Linked DNA regions of Oryctolagus cuniculus: region 2 is linked to region 1. A link is a contact called in public Hi-C data. All regions are on one chromosome and are shown on one strand. The core of a region is the stretch at or near the end of the contact, and the rest is flanking DNA. Distances in the headings are between cores, read along the strand shown. Region 1 has its middle 420 kb from the start of MYC. Region 2 has its middle 230 kb from the start of GSDMC.

Region 1 (5,834 bases), core at 1,008-3,507:
GAAACCGTCACTGTTTCAGCAGTGAGTTTTCACCGTCTATGTAACAAGGGCCTGGCAAGGCTATTTTCATTGTTCTATTATACCAACTGGCAAATATGAAAAGGTATTGTGTATACTTCATAAAAGTTAAATAGGACAAGGTTATCAAGTTATTTTTTTAAGATTTATTTATTTATTTGAAAGTCAATTACATGGAGAGAGGAGAGGCAGAGAGAGAGAGAGAGAGAGGTCTTCCATCTGATGGTTCACTCCCCAATTGATCGCAACGGTCGGAGCTGCGGCGATCCGAAGCCAGGAGCCAGGAGCTTCTTCCGGGTCTCCCACACTGGTGCAGGGGCTTAAGGACTTGGGCCATTTTCTACTGCTTTCTTGGGCCATTGCAGAGAACTGGATCGGAAGTGGAGCAGCCAGGTCTTGAACTGGTACCCATATGGCTTGCCAGCGCTTCAGGCCAGGGCGTTAACCTGCTGTGCCACAGCGCCAGCCCCAGCTATCAATTTCTTACCATCTGCCTCTTTGCAGTATACATTTGATCTGTTTGTTTTCATTTTGTCAGATCTGGATATCCAGGACCCTTATAGCTAGCACCCTGAACTGTGGGGAGCAACAGGGAGCAACTCGGACTAGACTAAGTTACTGGAATTAAGACTTATTCTATGCATCTGCTCTCCCACAATATGGCGCTGGGAGAGGAGGAAATAGCTTCTACACAGCTGCCTCCAGTTCAACCAATAAACTGTAGGACCTGCTCCTGATTGGAGGAGAGCAGCGTACTCGGCGTGTGGGCAGCCGAGTTGGGATTGGTGGAAGAGGACTATAAAGGAGGAGAGAGACAACATGCACCAGGAACATCAAAGGGGAACATCTATCTGAAGGAACACCTGTGCAGCCCCCGAGAGAGCCGGCCGGCGGTATGCCACTCCCCCGCGGAAGTGGGGAAAGTGGCCAGGGGGAACCGCCCTTCCACGGAGGTGGAAGGGACGGTAGCCAACCCGGGAAGAACCAGCAGCAAACCCGGGGAGGGCCGAGCAGACGAAAGAACAGCGCAGGGTCCTGTATCGTTCCTCCACGAAGACGGGGAGCGACATAATGGTGCCGTGACTCGGATATGAAGCCTAGGCAGGGTCCAGTGTCATTCCTCCATGAAGAGGGGGAGAGACACTGAACTTGACTCCATTATTACCTGGTGTTGATAGCGCCTCATTTGGATGCCTTCCTTTCTGCTGTATGGGTTTTGGAGGTTGCGGGGAGGGGATGGGGTGGGTATATGATTATCTAGCATGCTCTGCCAATGATCAGTTCTTGACTGGCTGGGACTCCAAGCTCTGGAACACACTGGGCTTCTTGGTGTTCTGAGTTATGTTCTCATTCATTCTAGTATGACAAGGACTGCGACCCTGGCTGTCTGAGGGGGTTCTGGTGTTCTTTGAACAGAGGCTGATGGAGAATTTGATGTCCATAAATATCAGCTCTTAAAGTTTTTGGGAAATAAGCAATTGAAGCAGAGTTTGTTTTGTTTATTTGTTTTTCCTGTCTCAGACTGCCAAGTACAAACACAGAAAGAGGAAGTGTTAATTCACATTCTTGCTTTCTTTTAAGAGAAAAAAAACCACACGGACCACTTCCCAAGGACCTATGTTCCAGCTCTACGTGTCTCATTAGTGCCTATATAAAGACCTTGGAGGAAGAACGCTGCTGTTTTGTGTCTCACCTTTTGTGTCCCTGACTTCCTTTGTGTGAAATGTGCCACCTCCCAACCAAGCCCAGCTCTGGGTCAGAGGCTGTTCTTTCATCTGGGTATGTTGTTGGTGGGTGCAGCACATTGGGCCACACAGGGAAGCTGCACGGGGGGTGTCCAAGTTCATATGTTCCACATTCCAGGCGAATGTTTCTGACATTGAGCAATGGGACGGCTCTGCCAGGTTCAGGTCTGTCCGATTGGAATGCTACCGAAAAGGAAAGTCCCGGGCTGATAGTGACTCAAACATTCACCTCCCTACAACCCCTTCTCGGTTTTTTATTCCGTTTTAATTCTCCGATGACAAACTTAGCCCGGCATTCTTGCTGACCACATAACACTTGTTGGTGCCGATAAGTGCAGCTTCCCAAGAGATAGGAATGCAAATCAGAATATTTTGTTGAGTCATGTGTACTCTGCAGTTCTTTCCCAAACATTGCATCAGACCTGTAATTGGCAGCTCCCAGGATTCTGCTGGATGACACTGAACGTCCAGGAAAAGCTCAGTTCATTTCTCGAAAAAGTGTAGTCTCACTCTCTCCATCTGCCTCGTTGTAATATCCTGTTCTTAAGGAAGCCGAACCCCTGGGGGGGAGCACAGGCAAAACTGGTTTTGCAGATAAGTTTGAAAAATAATGACTATTGGCCTTTCCCACCCACTCTGGTCTCTTAGCAACAAGACAGCTGATGATATTCACTAGGAAAAAGGAAAAAAAAAAAAAAAAGCAACCAAGAACATGTGGGAGAGCCTGTCTGAATTCTTGCCTGCAGTCTGATTTATTTAAACCTCCACTGCATTCTTGGGTGTAGAGGCCAGGAGCCCAGCCATGAGAGCATTCTTCTGCCCTTCTTTTGACCTCCACAAATGAGCAGATAGAGGAAAATCTCAGGATGAGAACTTTCTTACTTGGCAAGAATCTGTCTTAGCTGGGGTGGCCATTTTCTTTGACATCACGAGTAACCACATGAAACCTTGGGCATATTTGTAGAGAGAGGTGTTCTGTGTTCTGGGATGGAGTGCTAGAAAGAGTGCAGAGTTGGGGGTCTGAGACCCCTGGCTGCTGATGACCACAGGAAGGCAACCTTGGGGACTCTCCTTTCCACCCAAGGTTGACTTTTTTTCTGCTGCAAGGGAGATTAAATTAGATGTCATCTAAGGCACCTTTGAGCATTGAGTCTATGATGTGTGTATTTGCATTTACCCAAACTTCCTATAATAGAGTGATTTCATTCAATTCTGTCTCTATCTCTTAAATTTCACAGTTACTATTAAAAGGTAGAGCAAGAATTCAAACTCAGATCTGGCATGTCTGAAGCCCATTTTGTAACTCCTACCCTGTGTTGTTATGATGGCACATGTAGCTGACATTTTATATCTGGTGATCTTTATATCTACATTTGTTTATCCATGGGAATAGAATTGGGAGGTTGCAGAGGATGTAGGTGTTGGTAAGGATATCTGAGTCCACATTCTTGCTCTGCCTCTGAGCAGTTTTATGATATCAGGTATCAACTATGAAATAGAACTAACAAAGCTTGCCATGAGGACTAGGTGAAGTTATATGTATAAAACATGTGGCATAGTGTCCACTGCATAGAAAATACTCAATTAAAAATGAGAGAAGTTGAGAGAAATAGACATTGAGATACAAAACAGATTCTTGCTGGGGTTGATTGCAGATCGATTTCTTGGTGGCGGGAACTTGTCTTGATTATCCTGTGACCTCAGCATGTTGCATGGCACACAAAAAGCATTGTTTTGCTGAACCAAACAGTTGTAACACATGTATACTTGCACATACATGCACATCCACAAAACAGTGTTGAATTTTATGACTTCATATTACTGGAGCTTCTTACTAGGGCTTTGCATTTTAGAACAATAGGTCACAGCCGAGTTAACTAGTATGACTTTATTGTAATTGGCTGTTTCTTAAACAAATTATTATTCTTCAATAATTCAAAAAATATGAGCAGTGTCTTTTCGAAGAAATTTGTCTTTCTTGAGGAAGGGCAGTGGTTAGCTATTGTTAGGGTATTTCTGTCTCTGATTCTCCCCTTTGTATTGAGCACTCACCATAAAGCAGGTACTGTGTCAGGTGTTTTGCATTAATTATCTAATCATTTATTTACCCTATCAGATGATAAGTTTTTGTTGTGCCCATTACAAAGTGGAGGATACTGAGGCTCAGAAAGTGTAAGTGAGTCATCTAAGACCACACAACTGTTAAGTGGCAGAGCAAGAATTTGAACCCATTAACAATCCCTGACTATTAAAAGAGAGTAAGGAGTTGGGGAACAGAGGTTTATACATCTTTGGTTTTAGTAACTGAGCTTACTCCTTTGGAAAAAACCCAGCCATCCACTCTCCTGTCAATATTAGGGATATTTGAGTACTTCCTCTGTTCCTGTTATTATGCTAAGTTCATGATACATTATCATGTTTAATGCTATTGATGATCCCGTAGGGTAGATACCAATTATTAGATGTCAATTTTGGAAGAGGTGAATATCAACATGCAACCAGAATAATTAATCTGTCCCCATTGTAATCCAGGCTACAGTTGGCTCAACTGAGATTTAAACAGATAATCTGATTCCAGAGTGGAGTCTCCTTAAAGTCTGATCTGTTGATTTTATTAGTGTCCTCAAGTCACTTACACTCTTTTAGATAGTGTCCATCACTACTGTCTCCTCAAATCTGAGAATAAGCAGTGGAAATTGAGGATACAGAAACAATAGAATCATAGACCAATAGAGTTGAAAAGTTGAAAAAGTTAGAAGACTTCTCCAGTGGGTCTTCATATCTGATGCTTTCTAACTATGGGGCATGATTTGGATTTGTTTAGTTGGTTATAAACTCAATTTAGTAGTTCATGACCAACATTTGAAAAATGAAGTAAATAGAATGGAAAATATCAGAGGGAATTGTACTGGAGATGAAATAATGTGGAGAAATAGTTGTTTCAGTTATCTGAAGTATGTGTGCTCTGTGTCACAATGTAAAATACACTTCTTGTTTTGGGTTATGTTTGCCAAAGTTTTAAAAATGTTAGCTTCATCTTGTGTTTTTTTAGTTTTATTCTATGGCATCTGGGAAGATCTCAGATACTTTAGAGGAGATTGGAATGGGAAAAGTTGAACAGGAAGAACTCAGGAATGCCCCCTTCTTCCAGCTAATGTAATCCCATGTTTATTTGCTTCTCATGTTAGATTTTCATACAATATTTCATTAAAAAAAGAACTCTGTGGTGGAATGAGAAGGCCATGCCAAGGTGGCCACTGGCAAGTGAGCGTCAGTTACTCAGGAATGGCTTTGAAATCCACCTGGCAACAGAGCCTGCCTGGCAACAGGCTGTGATTGGATGGCTTTGAATACCACCTGGCAACAGAGCCTGCCTGGCAATAGGCTGTGATTGGATGGCTTTGGAAACTGCCTGGCAACAGGCTGTGATTGGTTAGGGCATAGACCGCCCCTTGACCGGATTGGCTGGTCTTGGCTATATAAGATGTTGTACCAACTGAAATAAATGAGTCTGCGTGCTGCTTGCCTCAAGCCTGCTTTCACCCGACTCCCGGGGTCTGTGTGGTGACTCCACGCCTCTTGTCCCCACCACACTCTTCCTCTCAGAAACGAATCCACTGCAACATTGTTGAGAAATCAACTGCAACAGAATTCTACTGTAAAAAAGCAAAGAAATTGAAGAGCCTTGGATTTACTCCATTGCTGTATTGACTATTGATTCATTCTTGTATCACTTCTGTGGTAGCTAAGGACCAGCTATGTACCCAGCACTGATGGCTATCACAGAATAGGCAGGAAGATTAGAAAACGTGGCAATTCCTGTCCTATAACTGCAGTTAGGACTAATCTAATTGCAAGTTCTTATTTATATCAGATATGGTACAGAAATACATGAAGATATTAAGATTTTGGCAATTTTAAAAAGAGATTTGAGCGATTGCTACAAGAAGAGACATGGAGGGATTAAATCTGGCTGAAGCAATGGGGATGAAATTGAATGGAAGGATTTTGCTTTGGTTTAGATCAACAGCAAAAACATAAGTGCAATACAAACTAGCTTGACAATAGTTC
Region 2 (5,834 bases), core at 2,490-4,989, 1.4 Mb after region 1:
ATTAAATAAATGATTTCTTTGGGAAAAAATTTTGAGAAAACACAGAAGACAAACATAGAACTTTATACCCAGTGAAAATAATCTTCAAAGTGAAGATGAACACATTTCTAGACCCCCCCCAAAAAAAAACTAAGATAATTAAAAACCAATAGATTTACACAAACAGAAAGCTTTAGAGGAATTTTCAGGAAGAGAGAAATGATCCCAGTTGAAAACCCAATATTTGCAAAATAGAAATGGTAAATATAACTGTAAATGAAAAGAAACTATATAAAAAATCCATTTTTTATTTACAATGTGAAAATACCTGGAACAAGCATTTAGTGTAGTAGTTAAGATGCCTATACAGGGGGCTGGCGCTGTGACACAGTGGGTTAAAGCCCTGGCCTGAAGCACTGGCATCCCATATGGGTGCCGGTTCTAGTCCTGGCTGCTCCTCTTCTGAACCAGTTCTCTGCTGTGGCCTGGGAAAGCAGTAGAAGATGGCCCAAGGCCTTGGGCCCCTGTACCCATGTGGGAGACCTGGAAGAAGCTCCTAGCTCCTGGCTGCAGATTGGGCACAGCTACGACCAGTTTTGGTCAACTGAGGAGTGAACCAGCGGATGGAAGACCTATCTCTCTGTCTCTACCTCTCTGTGTAACTCTTTCAAAAAAAAAAAGAAAAGATGCCTATATGTTACATAGGTATACCAAGGTTCAATATCCGACTCCAGCTCCTGCCTCCAGCTTCCTGTCACTGCAGACCTGTCACTAATTGTGTTTGTACAACCCATGTGGAGGAGCCAGATTGAGTTCCCAGTTCCTGACTTTGGCCCCAGCCCAGCCTTAGCCCTCTAATGCTATCAGCTCTCTCCCCACTAATCAAATGAATAATTCTAATAGAATACATAAGATATTATAATTTATATATTTTTATATATTTACTTATTTAAAGTCAGAGTTACAGAGAGAAAATGAGAGAAACAGAGAGATCTTCCATCCACTGGTTCACTTCCCAAATAGCCACAACATCCAGGGTTGGGCCAGGCTGAACCCAGGAGCCCGGATATTCATCTGGGTCTGCCACATGGGTGCAGGGGCCTGCGTACTTGCACCATCCTCCACTGCTGTCCCAGGTGCATTAGCAGGGTGCTAAACTGGAAGTGGAGCAGCTTAGTCTTGAACTGGCAGCCATATGGGATGCTGCATGACAGGTGGCAACCTTACCTGCAGTGCCGCAATACCAGCCCCTGTAATCAATATTTTTAAAGCAATAAATAAACGAATTTAAAATATTTAAGATTCTAGTACTGTTTAAGAGATGGTACAAATGTTACTTTGTGGTATATTTCATAAATTTAGGATCAATCTTATAATGTCTAGGATAAACACATGAGAATATATAACTCATTCTAATAAAGATGAGAAATATAGTTTAGAAATACTTGAATATTTCTAAACAGAGCAGGAAATAAACATTAAGAAGTGGTAAATAGTAAGTCAAAACCACAAAATTATCAGTAATCATACTTAAGACAAATAAACTAAGTACTCCAATTAGAAAACACATTGTCAGGCTAAGCAAAGCCTATAGGCTACTTACCTGTCCTTAAACATAAGAATGCTGAAAAGTTTAAAATCAAAGGATTTTAAAAGATGAGCTAAGCAAAAACTCAACAACAGGAATCTGGTTTATACCAAATATCAACCAACATAGACTTTAAGATTGGAAGCATTATTTGAAGAAGTATATTTCAGTGCCAGCCATTTGCAATGCAAGTATCCCATACTGGAGTGCTAGCTCAAGTCGCAGCTACTCCTTTCTATCCAGCTCCCTGTTAGTGCACCTGGGGAAGCAGTGCAAAGTAGTCCAAGTACTCAGGCCGGTGACACCCATGTGGGAGACCTGGTTGGAGTTCCTAGCTCCTGGCTTCAATCTGGCCCAGCCCCAGCCTTCACAGCCATATGAAGAATGAACCAGCAGGTATAAGAACTAGCTCATTCACGCGTGCTCTCTCTCTCTGCTTTTCAAATAAATAAATATTTTTAAAAGATGCATATTTCATGATATAAGGATCAGTTTACCAGATATAGCAATTCTGAATTTTCATGCACCTAATAACAAATGTATCAAATGTATAAAGCAAAAAAGCAAAAGGACAATGAGAAATGTAATGATGCTAAGAGGGGAATGTGGCATAGAAAGACCCACCAATGTGAAGTCAGTCTCACTTCCCTGACTTCAGCTCTCTTTTTCTCCTACACCCTGGTGAACTCTAAGACTCATTGTTCCTCATCAAACATTAGCTTTTCAGCCTTTATTGGCTTTCATTATGTCCCTACCCCCTTCTTCCTGTCTTCCTTGATTGAACACTGAATATCCTTATTCCATGTAATCTAGAAGGCCAAGGTCCAGCTCAAATATCACCTCCTCCATGAAGCTTTCCCAGAGCCCCTTATTTGAAAATACATAATTTCTTTTACCTCAAAATTCAGAAATTTGTTCAAGTTTCTTGGCATTTTCTATCTTAAATTCTAATTATTTCTGCATATGTATCAATTTCTCCTTTTATTAAAAAAGGGCTTCCATATGCTTCAACTTTGCATGGATTATGCTTGACAGAACAGGGTCCAAACCACAATGGGAGCTCAATAAATATCTGTTAAATAAAAGCATGATGAATTTTCCCAGCCAACTTTCTCCCAAAATTGCCAGCCAGCTCTAAAATATATGCAAGAGAAAAAACTGGAAATCTGTTTTAGAGAAAATGAGCCCATTTCAGACAAGAGTTTCCCATGCCAGAAGGCATCCATATTCTGTAGTCAACTGTGTTCTGTAGAATGGACCCCCGGGAAGCTGCAACAAAATTTCACTGCCACATAAAACTCCATCTTGCCAATACTTTGAGGTCATTTGTTCAGGCTAAGCAGACCTTACTGTGTAGGGTTGACAACTCTTACCAACTTATCACACATCCAAATAATTAATTGGGACTATAAAACTTCTATTTCCCTCTCCCTTGATTTTTGTTTAAATTTTATTTATTCATTTATTTGAGAGAGAGAGTTCCCATCAGTTGTTTCACTCTCCAATTGCTTGCAATGATCCAGCTGGGCAGAAGCCATGAGCCAGGAATTCAACCCAGGTCTCCCATGTGGTTGGCAGGGACCCAGTTATTTGAACAATCACTTGCTGTTTCCCAGGGTCCGCATTAACAGGAAGCTGAGGTCAGAAATCAGCCATAAATAGAATCCAGACACTCCAGTGTAAGACCCAGGGGTTTTAATCAGAGTCTTAACCAACACCCTTGATTTTTTTACCTTTCCTCTGTCCATGTAAAATGGTGATCAGGGGTAAAACTGACAGTGAAGTCACATGATCATTACTTGGTAATTCATCTCTGCCAAAATAGTTGCTTGACTTTATCAGATGCATTAATGCCATTTACATAACAGAAATAAAAACACAGCTTATCCTAGGCTGTTGTTATGAGAATTATATGAGAAAAATCTATGTGAGGCCACACAATAATGTGTGGTAAGAAGGATTAGCTCCTTCTTTTCTCCACCTTCCCCATCTCTTTTAGGGCCAGCATTTCTATTTCTATTTTCCCAGCTCAGAAGGCAGGCGATGGGCGATGACAAATCTACACCCATCAACTCCTTGGAAAAGAAAAGATTCATTCTGGCTGGCTGGCATTTCCAGGGCCTTGCTATTCTGAGGATTCCCTGTGTGCTAGATGAAACTGGATTTCCAATCAACTACTCCACCCAGGAGCATGGCCCAGGCCAGAGGCACTGACTCTTGTCCAAAATTGAGCTGATTCTGCCATCTAGAGGACCCCAGTGAATAGGCAGGCACCCACAGGGACTTCAGCCACAACACACTAAGCACCCTGCAAGGATAAAGCTTCATTCCTTCACTGACAAACATTTGATGAGGATCTGCTATGAACCAGGCCCTGCAGGAACAGGGTCCAAGGCAACCTCTGTCCTCAACGAGCTTGCAACATAGCCAGGAGCTCGCAATCTGGACAATGAGGCCAAGTCTCTGGAAGGAGGAAGAGTCCTTCCTGTAACAGTACAGAGTGAATTTGTCCACTGATAAATCACAGCCAGTAAAAAGTAGCTGAGCCAAGCCTTGCACTCGGGGATTGGGCTCCAATTTCCTGGACACTTAAACTGAGTCGTCATCAGAGGGCCCCTCCCCCTCATTCTGCAGCCAAAAGAGGAAAAGTGAGCCAACCAGGGCCACACAGCAAGAAAGTAGCAGTGCTAGATGGCAGAGCCATTCTTATAATGCCCCCTGTTGCCTCTGGAACCAAGGAACTGACTTATGCCTAAAGCAGTCCGACACCAGAGCAGAGTGACAGAGAGGGGGATACACAGAATTTTTCAAGAGCAGGCTTGTAGAAGTCAGTACTTTTTACAACTTGTTGAGGACCTCACCTGCCAACGATGGAATAAATGAGAACCCTTGGCCTCTGGCCTAGATTCATATAGCTCTTCTCACGCTATAAATCTGGTCCATTTGGAGAAAGCCCCTTTGACTTTCACGGGTGCTCCTTCAGTTGCCGGGAATGGTTGTACATTTGGAATTGTGCTTATGGTCTAAGAATCCCTTAGCTTTTGAAAAGTGCCAACGCGGAGACTTAAAGTTCAAGACACTTAAACTGGAAAGGAAATACCTTTCCCATAAGCAAGAATGCACTCCAGGATACCAGGCATTGCACCAATCTTCCCTTTACAGACCTGTATCACAGCTTATTATTACAAGTGTGCATTCCGCACCTACTATGTGCCAAGGACTCTGCTAAGCAAAGTACTGATGATACAGTGCCAAACTACTGCCCTCCTGGAGCTTGCAAGCCATTATGCAGAAAACTGTGTGTTATATTCTGATGACTGCATGAAAAGGAAAAGGTAGATCCTCCAAATAAACATCAGGATTAAATGCAAATTGAAAATGAATTTGTGATAAACTTTCCATTTGTTTGTGCCCACACCATTCCTATGCACACTTTCCTTAATGGACTGCTCACTGTTTCTGTTGCTGTAGTTTTTCAACTTTTGCTTCCATTTTTGTTACAGATTGTACTTACCTATATACACCACAAGATCCTCACCTTCTTAAGGTCAATGAAAAATTCTCTTTCACCTCTAGATCTTTTTTGTCTACACAAAGTACATTCAGGTTGAATCTTGTAATAAAGAAATGGAAGATTCAAAATGATCCCATTAGTTTATCCCTAGTTTCAAATATTACTGACAAACCATGCCCATAAAGACTTTAATTTGTAATGCATGAGACTTGGTTATTGAAGATCAGCAAAAATCTTAAAGTGACATGCTTCCATTCCAGTGATAACACTGCAAGTCATTCATGAGGTATAAAACATGAACAATCCGTCAGATACAGTGCTGGAGGCTGCCTGGAACAGGAGACACACATGTATATAAATAACCATAATATGCTTAAGAGTTCTCAGAAAGGAGCAAGCCTAACACCAGCAGCATTGATCAACGTCATGAAAATAGAAAGACCCAACTCATCTTTGTTGAAGTCCAAACAAACCTGACATCCAACTTTGAAGGCTGGAAATAGCTGCCTAGGTGAAGCCAGAAGTGGGAGCAAGGGGAGTTAAGTCTACATACTGTGCCACAAGTGAACAGGAACTGGCCAGAGTATACTCAAGTCCTAAGCACTTAAATATAAAATACTGAATAACCATTTACTTTTCAACTCGATTTTATATGAAGCTAATTTTAGATAAAGAACCATATCTTCCAACTGTGTCGTGCCTTTCCCATCCCATGTGCCTGAAACACTTTGACTCACTATTCAAGTCATCACA

What was found. A called contact is a pair of places that touch in the nucleus more often than the background predicts.
Region 2: a Hi-C map of embryonic fibroblasts shows a contact between it and region 1, with 4 times the contacts expected there. The contact joins two enhancer-like sites. A contact is called at or near these places in 2 of 6 Hi-C or Micro-C datasets (embryonic fibroblasts and skin fibroblasts).

The regions. Positions count from the first base shown.
Region 1 is chr6:153,864,249-153,870,082 of mOryCun1.1, forward strand. No RefSeq gene overlaps it. Among named protein-coding and RNA genes, the nearest start is that of MYC, 420 kb to the left of the region's middle. Within about 2 kb of position 2,258, at least 3 of the 8 cell types and tissues checked have an H3K27ac peak or open chromatin away from gene starts, as enhancers often do.
Region 2 is chr6:155,289,087-155,294,920 of mOryCun1.1, forward strand. No RefSeq gene overlaps it. Among named protein-coding and RNA genes, the nearest start is that of GSDMC, 230 kb to the right of the region's middle. Within about 2 kb of position 3,740, at least 1 of the 8 cell types and tissues checked has an H3K27ac peak or open chromatin away from gene starts, as enhancers often do.